Regions from separate parts of the Sus scrofa genome. Here region 2 is linked to region 1. Evidence: chromatin contacts called from public HiChIP or PLAC-seq data. All regions are on one chromosome and are shown on one strand. Each heading gives the region's core, a stretch centred on a gene start, on an enhancer-like site or on the middle of the called end of the contact. The rest is flanking DNA. Distances are from core to core; before and after follow the strand shown. Region 1 has its middle 630 kb from the start of CITED2. Region 2 overlaps LOC110259987 (a long non-coding RNA gene).

Region 1 (5,617 bases), core at 2,731-5,230:
AAAAGACTTAATTGCATTTTTCTTCTTTTAAAAATAGACTCATTCTTCCTTCTCATTTTTCCATTGCTTCAATCCAATAACACATATTTGATAGTTTCTTAGTTATTATAAGAATAAGCATACACACTAGCATTCATTTCATAGATCTGAACACAAAGCCCTCAATATTCATTAATGGATTTGAAGTGAGATACAAACTCTACAAAATAACAATAATTTCTTAGGTAATCTCTCTTAGAGGGTAAATTTTATGTGCCTATCCTTCTTGTGAAAGTATGTCTGTGTTATGAGAAAAGATGATGATGGCCTTAGCTCAAGGCTTTGGATCCTTATTTATTTAGTCAATATTTTAGAATTATGATTAACATTATAATATCATTTAATAGTACAGAATCAACAGACATAAGTCTTTCTTGGCACCACATATGGTCTTATCAACTTTATTTATTTTTCTAATCTTCCATTTTTAAAATTTTTTTTATTTCCCAAATACATTATTTTTTTTCTACTGTACAGCATGATGACCCAAATCTAATATACAGCCAAATGAAACTTTCCACAGAAAAGAAAATCATGGGCTTGGAGAATCAACTTTATTTTAATTTGTTCTGGGTAAGAAATGTTTTAATAAAAATTCAAAGGTGAATAAAGTGTATTGATCTTGGAGCTGGATGGAAAACTAGATATTAAGCTCTTTATTGTATGCGCTACTCAGTGTTCCCATACACACCTCTCTTTTGCTATTCCACCCTCATAAACAAAAATCACATTGTGATCTGGAAAGAGCATATGAGGGCTTTACTTCCTAGCTGTATGGATCTTAGGCTCCACTGAGCCACAATTTACAAACAGGATAAACTGGATATTGATACCTATTTCAGAGCTGCTGTGAGAAGTAAATAACTATCAAACAAAATGTGTACAACACGCATAGACACTAAAATTTTCCTTATCCCCAAATCTTCCTCAAAAATGGTATTATCTGTAATACCTTTTAGCTCTTTGAGCTTCAGAAATTATATTTTATTCCTGCTTCTTGTCCAATCTCCTCCATCTTTAATTCCTCCTGAATACTAAGCAAGTGCAACAACCAATGGTGTGAAATAACTTTAGAAAGAACCCACAAACAAATATGTAACTTTAGGTTGATAAATTAAGATGTGGTAAGTTTTATAAAATGGGTCAAAGTATTCAATACTGTAACCTGAATAAATCTAAGAGATACACAGTCCAATCCCTGGTTTTGCAGAAGAGAAAATTGCAACTAGAGAAGTTAATTGACTTACTCAAGGGCACAGAGTTGCCATATTTCTTTGAATGCAAAGTACACACTGCACACTTCAAACAATTATATTTTTAAATTTCCTTTCTATGTTGTATTTGGGGAAAAAAGCAGTAAAAAACAATCCATTTTTAGGCATAATCCACATAGTCAAAGATAATTATGTTTATATTTGTGGGGTTCTGTACGTAATGGCATGGTTTTATCTTTACAGCAATTCCAAAAGCCACTGTACTTTTTAGTTTGTTCTTCTCAGTGTACCTTTCTCCATAAAACAGACACCCATGCAGGTGCAGTCTTATTTACTTTTCTACCATAATGTGGTATTTACTTTATTTTAATTTTTTTAAATTATTTAATTTTTTCTGGGTAAGAAATGTTTAATAAAAATTCAAAGGTTAATGAAATGTATTGATATTGGAATTATGTGATGAAGACCCTAGAACATATCTGCATTTAACATCTGCATTTAACTGGATACTAAATCTGAATTTACAAACTTTTAGAAAGAGCTCATCCTGATACCATTAGAGAAAGAGCCACCAGAATAGATATTAAAACATCTTAAGGAAATTTGAATGGAAGCAAGCCTTGCAGGAAAATCCCCTAAAGTTAAACCAAATCTTTTATAAAAGTGGAATGCAATTTCAGAAGATGAAAACAGCATCTATAATAAGTAAGCAAAATTCAGGCAGAGATTGGGGAAAAAAGACAATTCTCAATACTTCTTCCTAAATAAATCTCTCTCAGCTTCCCCAAAAGGAGACCCACTCTTCCCTAAGGGATCAAGGGCATCACTTGACAATTCCTTCTTTATAGCAATTTCCTGATGAGCTTGATGGAGAGTTCATAGGTTACCACCACTTCCTCAAATAACTGTATTATGGTGACAAAGAAATATTGGCAGTATTTCCCAAGAAAGAGAAAATTTGTGAAATGTTCTCTATGTCAAAATATTGTACTTATTACAATATTAAAACAGAGTTTAATGACAAATAATATGCCCTGCTGAAACATCTCTGGCTGAAATACAGTTATATGCATATCTTGATCCTAGTTCACCAACTTAGCACATTTTTAATATCATTTGTGAAAAGAAAATAAACTGAAAGAGAAAACATATATGGGAAACTAAGATATGTTACTCATGTAAGAATATAATTTGGTCTGTTTTATGAACATTAGGTATGATATTTAACTGGTCTTCAGAATAACTGCATATCAAACCATCTAAACCTGATGATAAATGTCTTGTTCAAATAATGATTCTCCACATAGTTCAATGGCCTTTTGCCCAAACTGACTCCTGTGAGGAAAAGGGAAGCTCTGAGTTTAGAGGAGGAACCTGACATACAAAGCAAAATAAAAATCAGTTACAAGCCTTTTAAAATGTATGTTTCCCCTAAATTCATTATTTCACCTTTTGGATAACAGCTCTATTTTTTTTTTTCACCTTGAAAAGAAATCCACACAGAGTTTTTATTTAGTCTCTGTGACTTGATAACTTGCGTGATTGGTTGGTCTATTTCTCTTTCCTTCTGATGGTTGTTCATTAAGTCATAAAATACTACTATAGTTGTTGTATTGAAGTAGTCAAGTGAAATAGAATATTGTTTCTCTCTTAAACGTTATTTTCTGCCAACACAGCACACTTGTCAAAGGCACTGAATATTTCAGAAATAGGCATCACATAAATATATAAATAACTAGATAAATAACTGCCAAAACACTGTACATTATTTGGAGATAAATGTGAGCGTGCTGCAAAATGCAAGATTAATACTTAACATCTTTTAGACAATGTTTTTAAGCTAAGAAGTAGGTATCATTAAGATGAGATTCTAGAACAGAATTTTATAATATTTAAAAGTTCTTATTGTTCAATGAGTATTTTCTTTCTTGCTTTTTTTTTTTTCCTTTTAGGGCTGTGTCTGTGGCATATGGAAATTCCTAGGCTAGGGGCTGAATCAGAGCTACAGCTGCTGGCCTACACCACAACCACAGGAACACCAGATCCCAACCCACTGAGCAGGCCAGGGATCAAACCCATATCCTCATGGATATTAGTCAGATTCGTTTCCGCTGAGCCACAACAGAACTCCCAGTGAGTATTTTCTAATAGCTAAGTAAAAATATAGCATGATCCAACTCTGTAAAAAGACTGAATGATTAAATAATTATAAAAATCAAAGACCCCTCTGTTCATGTTAGGAAGCATTTTGAGCTGCACTGTAAATAAGGGCTGGAAAGAACATCTTCAACTCAAGAAGCAATTAAGACCAATGCAGCATCGTTTTTGGAAAGCTAAAATGATTATGAGCTTGAATATGAAAATTATAATGCCCAGTTCTCTCAGACAAATGTTGTAGATACCATAAATTAGACACCTATGGTTGAGAAAAAGAAGATCAAACAAATATTGTGGGCCTTGAATCATGACAAGTCAATGCAATAGTGTGTTTTATTTTGGAGGGCAATTCCATATGTTAGTAGGCCAGATCTGTCAGGTCCACTGGCAGGCCATCCTGCTGTGCTTATCCTGAGTGTAACACACATCATGCAGGGATTTGGATGTAGAGAAACCAGGGATACTTCCACTATGTGTCATGATCATGAGAAGGGCAGAGCCTGGCTGCTGTTGACAGTCAGGGATAGTATGAGCTGGCTTTCTGGAATGGTAGCAGCAGAAAATTCAGTCAACATATTTTGACCTTCAGAGTTATTCAGGCACATTCTGATCTCACCAAATGGGCTGATAAGGGTGAAGTACAAACTTGGCGTCCAACAGCTGTTTCCAAACAACCAATTGGAGGCGGGGCAAAAGATTGCTTTTTTCTGTTTTTAGATACAGTCTGTGCCTTTCAAGGCTAAGACTTCAACAGCAATTTTTCCATTGCATAAAACACAAAGAGCTATCCTTTTAAATGTATCAGCACACAGCAAGGCAATGAAAAAAAAAAAAAAAGGAAGGAAAAGAAAGAAAGAATAACTTAAATGCTATGGGGTGAAACCAACCAGGATCTGAGGCCAAAGCACTATGTGAACATTAGATTATGCAGTTGATTCAATTCAAATTCAAGTCAAGCTGGTTCAATGTTTCACTTAAAATCTTTTGTCCTTTTTTGCTTGTTCCTTATCATGAAATCTGATCTATTTGTAGGTTTAATGCAGGGGACAGGGAAAAGGCTGACCTAACCTTAGTATTATAGGGGATTGCACTAAATGTGGGAGTGAGAGCAATAATTCCACAGCTTCCTACTTGGAAATGGGCCCAGCTTGAAGAAATAAAAATAGAAGTGTCTGAATGCAACTAAAAAGCTCAGCCACATGGAATTAAAATGCCAGTTCCCTTCAGCCTTTCTTTTTCTTTTTCCCCAGTCATCAGAATTTCAGAGCCTACAAATTAAAAGGCTCCTGCAGTCAGTATCTTTTTTGGTTACCCATCGCTTGAAGTGACATTGATCCAATATGACTGCGTATCTAGTATGCAGTATACTATATGTACATATACTGCATATACAACATACAATAGCTTAAACCCTATTATTCTCATTTCTTCTAAACAACGATCAGGTTTAAAATGTAAATAAATATATAAATATGCCTAAGGGGCACTTAAACTCCAGGATAGTAATTAGTTAGCAGATGGTCATCCTTATGATTCCAGAATGTACTTATATTAACTTTCTTTACTTTCTAAATAAACACAACACTTCAAATTGAAAAAGGAAAAAAAAAATTCCTAATGTTTTACCAATCTCTGGTTCTAATTTGCCCAAGGGCTGCATTTAGCATATTTTCAGTATCATATATTCAAAGTAGAAGAACTGGAAACAAAAAACAGATTTAGGAAACTAAGAGTTACCATTCGCATGCAGGAGATGATAATTTGGTGTATCCCATGATCACTACATACCTTAATTGTTTTTATGAATACGTCCATGTTTTAACTGATGTCTTCTGAATAATAGATATATCTTGATCCTTTCAGAAAAAAATGAACTTCTCTTTCTCTCCAGCATATGCTAGTGTGTTTTGCCTGAACAGGATGTCTTTGAAATTAAGGGGCATTCTTTGCTTAAAAGAGGTATTTAGGGTGCAAGGAGGAATGAGAATCTGACCCAGGCCATTTTAAACCCATGTTTATCTAGCCTTCATCATTTTCTCCTTTAACATATGAATATAGTTTCCAAAACCACAAACCTCACAAGTGTTTAGATCCCAGACTTGTAAACAGGTTTGATTTCCTTTTATTGAGCGTCTTCCTTCCTCATCCCTTATTGCATTCAGCTGGCTCTAATTCCTTTTCATGTACTTAAAGAAATGAAATATTTT
Region 2 (5,660 bases), core at 2,350-4,849, 280 kb after region 1:
TATGTATTAAATGACTTAGCAAACTAAGACAGAATCCTAAACTGGTAGCAAAGAAATCTGAGAAATTGTTACATTTGTTCACAAAGGTCCACTCCTAAATATGAGTGGGCATTGAGCGTGGGAGAGATAAGAAGCAAGCTGGAGGAAAAAGAGACTTTGCAAGGATAAAACTAAACCAAGAAACAAAGAAAGCTAGTATTATTTTTAAAGAGATAAGACACAGTATCCATGAGTCAAGAACAAGATGTTGTTATAAGGAACAATCAGAAAACATGATAGAGATCTTGACTACCAAAATTATAAAAGCCAATGTAAAAAAAGCCATAGAAAATTTGAAATATACTGTAGAGAAAATATACTGTTTGACAAGAGAACAAACAGACTAAGGGACACAGAATAGAAATTATTTTAAAATTAGAGTATTAATTGGTAAATACTAGCTAAAATCTACCTAAAAACCGCTAAAGACTCATGAATATCTCACCCAATACTGGAGAAGGAAGCAAAGCCATTGCATCTCATGATAATTCTGCTGCAGCAAACGCCAGTGGAAGAGAATACAGAACTCAGGAAAGGTCCCATGTTTATACTGACTAGGTATTTGATAGAGGTGGCACCACTAATTTCGTCAGGGAATCAATGCATGCATATACATAAAATTTGTATATTTTAATTATTTACATATTAATAGTAAATGTGGCTTGGAAAGATATATTAGATTGAATCACATGAAAATGTTGATATTAAACTGTTTTGACTAACATAAAGGTCAATTTCATAAAGTTCAACCTAATATACTGAATGCCTAATGGTTACCTATGAAAGGAGGAGAATGGATGTAGAGGAATGGATTAAAGAATATAATAAAACAAAAGAAGTGTGTCTTCTCTGGGTGTGTGAGAAGCTAGGAAGTGGGAAGAAGAAGAACTTGGTTCTATGCACCAACCATGATGATGGTGGATTTGCCCACCAACTCACGGAATCATAAACTGCCCGGATGCAGTCTGAAGTTGTTAGGAAAATCAGCAAAAATGTAGAAGAAAGAAGACAGATGAGATAAGAAGTGATAAAGGTCTCTTGGGAGAGAAAACATATTTTAAAGATGTATAGACAGAGCTGTGAGGAAGGGTCAAATTAGCTGAATATGGTTTCAGAGAATAACAACAACAACAAGATAAAAGTGTAAGACTTGGAGGACAAAATGGAAGCAAGGTTAAGACTTTTTAATAACACTTCGGGGTACTTCTAACCAGAAGTGAAAGACAGACGGCTGAACCAGATCATGGTAACCGTGAAAGTAAGGCAGATATCCAATGATTTTTTTCCACTTCCTACCCCGCCACAATCATTTGCACATTGTGTCTGACACATACTAAGTTCACAAAATGTGCTCAATGAAATTTAGTGAGGAGAGAGGGTGATCATAAATGATTTTACTTTTTCCCTCGAGAGGGATTTTCCTTTGGATTGCACAATTTCTTAAAGCTCAGATTTAGAAAAAGACACAAGCTTCACATATTTTTTCTGGATAAGGGTGACTACTCTTGCCCTCTTCAACAGACACTTCTGACAGTGTGAATTAAGCCTGTAAATTACACATATTAGACTTGACCATGACATGAAACATCTTCCACTTATATTTAGGTGATCTCACGTAATGTGCTAGACAGTAATGTTATTATTTACCGAACCTTGAATGCAGCAGTAATCATCAATCTAAACGTCTCTGCATTATTTTAAATGGAGAAGCACAGTGATCTATTCCAGGTTAATGCACAGAGAATAGGATGGAGGGATTAAACTGGGAGAGAGAAACAGAGATTTCTCTGTAGCTACAATAATGACCTTCTCAGTGCTCTCCTACTTCCCACCCCTCCCTGGACCACTCTTTTCCTACTCTGGTGATCAATGAAGCCAACTTCCTCAAAAATCCACTGACAGTTCGTCCTTTGCAATTTTCATGAATGAAGGAAAAGGTGTGGTAAATTACTGAGGACATTAATTATACAAGCAACCCAAAATGTTTGTACATCACACTCAATAATCTTTCAAATCAAGACTAAATTGTTGTGCTTGCACTCACTCATACTGAAACTCAAGTTCTTTCACAGATTTAATAAGCTTTAACATTTAATTTGCTTAAATTATTACTTTGTTGATTTAAACAGGATGTTTATTTACTCTAGCATAGCAATAACTGAAAGAGGAAGGCTCTAAAGACAAAATATTCAATTATGTTCTACAGCAGGAATCTATACATCATAACACAATAATCGAGACAAGTGTCTTTCATCAGTCTTGGAGTTGCTGTCCATTTGTAGCAGGACACCAAAATGAAACAGCTAGGTAGTTCCCTAGTTCTTTTGAGTCACTTGAGTGTATAAACTGGGTTATCTTGATTGAACTTCAAGATTATCAGACCTTCCCCACCTTTAACATGTGTTCAAAACCATGATAGAAAATGCAGGTCCTGCAGAGATACCTATCAACTGAGTCAAATGACTCTAATACTTTAAATTATTTACACCATTTTTTCCCCTTAACCATATAGACTCTTGCTCACCCTTCCTTATTTTTAAGATGAACAATGATGCACCTGAATATTGTGAATTTTCTGAATATCTGCTGCAAACACATTAACTAGGGTACAAATGAATTTGTGGTTTCTTAATACTTGGGAATTTTCCTGTCCCATTTCTCCTTACATATGCAGAGATAAACTTTCCTGTGTAGGCATAAAATAATTTAGGTTCTAGATCTACATCTTCACAAATGACAAAAGGTATTCTAATTCCAGAGCCAGAGGAAAAAAGTGAGCAACAGGAATCCAATACCCAGAAAAAATTAAATATACTTTCTTAAAGTCTTTCAACTTAGCTCTCATTAAATAATGAAATTTAAGATGGTGTTTCTGAAATTTACATCATATAAATTCCACATATATTTTCAGAATGTATATACGTTCACATATATATGTATACACACACACACACACATACACACATATATATACATATTCAGGTTCTGCTAATTACTGGTTATATGATCTTTGGCAGTGTACTTAATCTCTGAATCTTAGTTTCCTGGCCTATAAAATAGAGATAATAACAATTACTTTATGGGGTCGTAGTGAAGTTCAAAGGGAAGAATGGATATAGAAGTAACTTGTTCATTTTAAAGACCTACATGAATGAAATTAGTGTTTGTATGTACCACCTACTATGGGTTCAAGATTAATCTCTGAATTTGGAAAGAATGTACAAGGAATACAAAGTATGGTCTCTTCCCATAACAAACTTGATCCCCCTTGGAATCAGGAAATAATTAGAAAATGAGATGAGGCTATATAAAACTAGGTTGTGTTGTCCAGGCTACATGTGCAGTAACAATTCTAAGAAAGGAGAGCTTTAAATGGGCTGGAAATTATGACCATTTTCTTTCCGAATGGAACAGGCTAAGCTTTGCCTGAACAAAGAAGCAAAGATATCTAACAGCTGCTTACCACTTTTTGTTGCTTAAAATATCAGAGGAGTATGAGGTTTAGGCAGCTCTGAGGGCTGAGTCATCTTCCTCCTAACTTGGTATTTATTCAGGATGAGGCTCTAACACTGATGACAACAGCATTCCTGACTTCTGAGCTGCTCAAAATGCTAAGATGGCTCTGAAGGTGATACAGACGCCTCATCCAGATTCCCCTGTGGTTAACACTCCCAGTTATGCTTCTGCTACCTCCTTGTTTTGTCACAATGTTTGTTTTGAATGAGAGGTCTTGACAGCTGAAGAAGAACTGAGGCCAAATGAGACATAGCCTAGATTTGCTTCTCATGATGATGCTCAAGGCTCACAGCTGAGGCAATAAGAGAAAGAGTTGGACCACGAGCCTATAATATGTACCTTTGTAGCCTGTATAACATCAAGTTCAATCAGTTCAATGCACTTGTTCAAGTTCTATGAGGACCTGTTTTGAACAAAGTTCTATAAGTGTTGGATATATAAAATTTAGTAGATAAAAGATAAACATATATTTATTATGACAATCTCACCTATATTTTGTGTTCTCAGCTAATCCAGCAGTATTTATAAACAGAGGCTATCACGATTCCTCTAGGTGAGGAGGCTAAGGCCCAGATAGGTTCGGTAATTTGCTTAAGGGCATACAATTTATGACCTGAAGAGAGAAAATTCAAACCCAGAAAATCCTGGTTCTAAAGCCTATGCTCTTTACATTTAAATCATCAGAGGGAAAAACATAAATAAATATATAAAAATACTTTTTTTAAAAGAAGGAGAAGGGCTCAGGGAGTAGAATTTTTCCACAGTTCTAGATGATGGGATATTTTCAATGAGGGAAATTGTGGAGGAGTAGGCTAAAATAAGGTTGAGGCTCTACGATGGAGGACTTTGTTAGGGTCATTACTCTGCACTCAATTATGTCATTAATGGGCAGTACCAGCAGATGACCAAATATGGTGGTGTTAGTACTATTCCTAGGTATAAGCAATAAAAGGGTACGCTGAATTTAAGTCATTCTGATTGGAATTATCATCTCATGCCTATAACTCTAAATAGTGAAGTGATAAATACTCCTTGTAAAAATAAAAACTTTTGTAAACCTTACTTTTGCTGCCATTAATGTTGCACTTTAATAATATGTAAGGTTTGATCACATTTTTATTGATTTATCATTTACTAAGCACTGCATTCTACATACAAGTTAATTCAGCCAATTCCCAGTTCTATACTTGACTACATGCATCCAAGAATAAACTGGGAATCCTTGAGTTTGCCTTGAGCAGACATAGCTGCGGTTTGAATTCAAAGAATCAAAACGTGAGTTATTTCACTTCTGTCATCCTATTGGATCACTGGAGTTTTCTAACTTTGTTTCAGTGCAAATGCATTTATAATATTTTAATTTGGAAAGTGCAACTTTTAGTTAATAGCTATAAAATATTTTACAAACTTGGACAATGTTTAAAATCACAATCATTTATTTTATTGTTTTTTTAAAAAAAAAGATTTAAAAATTATATTACCAAATGCTACATGAAAATAATTTCATCACAAGATGAAGGGTGGACATAGCGTTATAAAAATGATGCAGTTAAGGTGTCAAATATGCTAGGAATGCCACTGGGAATCACTAAATGTTTTTGATGGGAGGAGCCAAAAGAGAATGTCAAGGTGAATCGAACATCATCATTATATCTCTATGTAGTTGTATATGTGTCTAGTTACCAATATGTTGTAATTAGAGAAAGAAAAAAGCAAGGTATATTTTACCAAAACAATAAAAAATATTACATTTTAGAGAGTATTCTGGCACGGGTTCTTGCAGGCTACTTTATTTTCATGGCAGCCTGTCAATCCTATCCCAGCTAATCTCTCTGTGGAAAGCACAATTCTCTTTTTTAACCACTAGCAGAGGACACTGCATATCAAGTAGTCAATAGGAAATAATGCAATTTGAAGGGTTTTGTCACCCAATATCTTGAGACATGTCAGCTGAGTTTTTTGTTGAGGAAGCAGAGTTGTCACAACTTGTATTGTTGTTCATAATACCCCATGCACCTCCCTATGGGAGGAGTGTACATCCTTGTTCTACGGGAGACTGGCTTGGCTCCATGGCTGACTTGCTGCCCAGTGAAATGTCAGAAGAT

The links. HiChIP or PLAC-seq counts read pairs in DNA pulled down with a chosen protein or histone mark.
Region 2: a contact with region 1 is called in an H3K27ac HiChIP or PLAC-seq map of skeletal muscle, with 3 times the contacts expected there. The contact joins two enhancer-like sites. A contact is called at or near these places in 2 of 47 Hi-C or Micro-C datasets (heart right ventricle and retroperitoneal adipose tissue) and 1 of 2 datasets of contacts at active chromatin or transcription factors (skeletal muscle).

What each region holds. Positions count from the first base shown.
Region 1 is chr1:24,526,686-24,532,302 of Sscrofa11.1, forward strand. No RefSeq gene overlaps it. Among named protein-coding and RNA genes, the nearest start is that of CITED2, 630 kb to the right of the region's middle. Within about 2 kb of position 3,981, at least 28 of the 83 cell types and tissues checked have an H3K27ac peak or open chromatin away from gene starts, as enhancers often do. A contact at or near this core is called in skeletal muscle, where this site is marked.
Region 2 is chr1:24,803,687-24,809,346 of Sscrofa11.1, forward strand. All of the region lies in intron 2 of LOC110259987 (a long non-coding RNA gene), which reads right to left. Among named protein-coding and RNA genes, the nearest start is that of CITED2, 350 kb to the right of the region's middle. Within about 2 kb of position 3,600, at least 18 of the 83 cell types and tissues checked have an H3K27ac peak or open chromatin away from gene starts, as enhancers often do. A contact at or near this core is called in skeletal muscle, where this site is marked.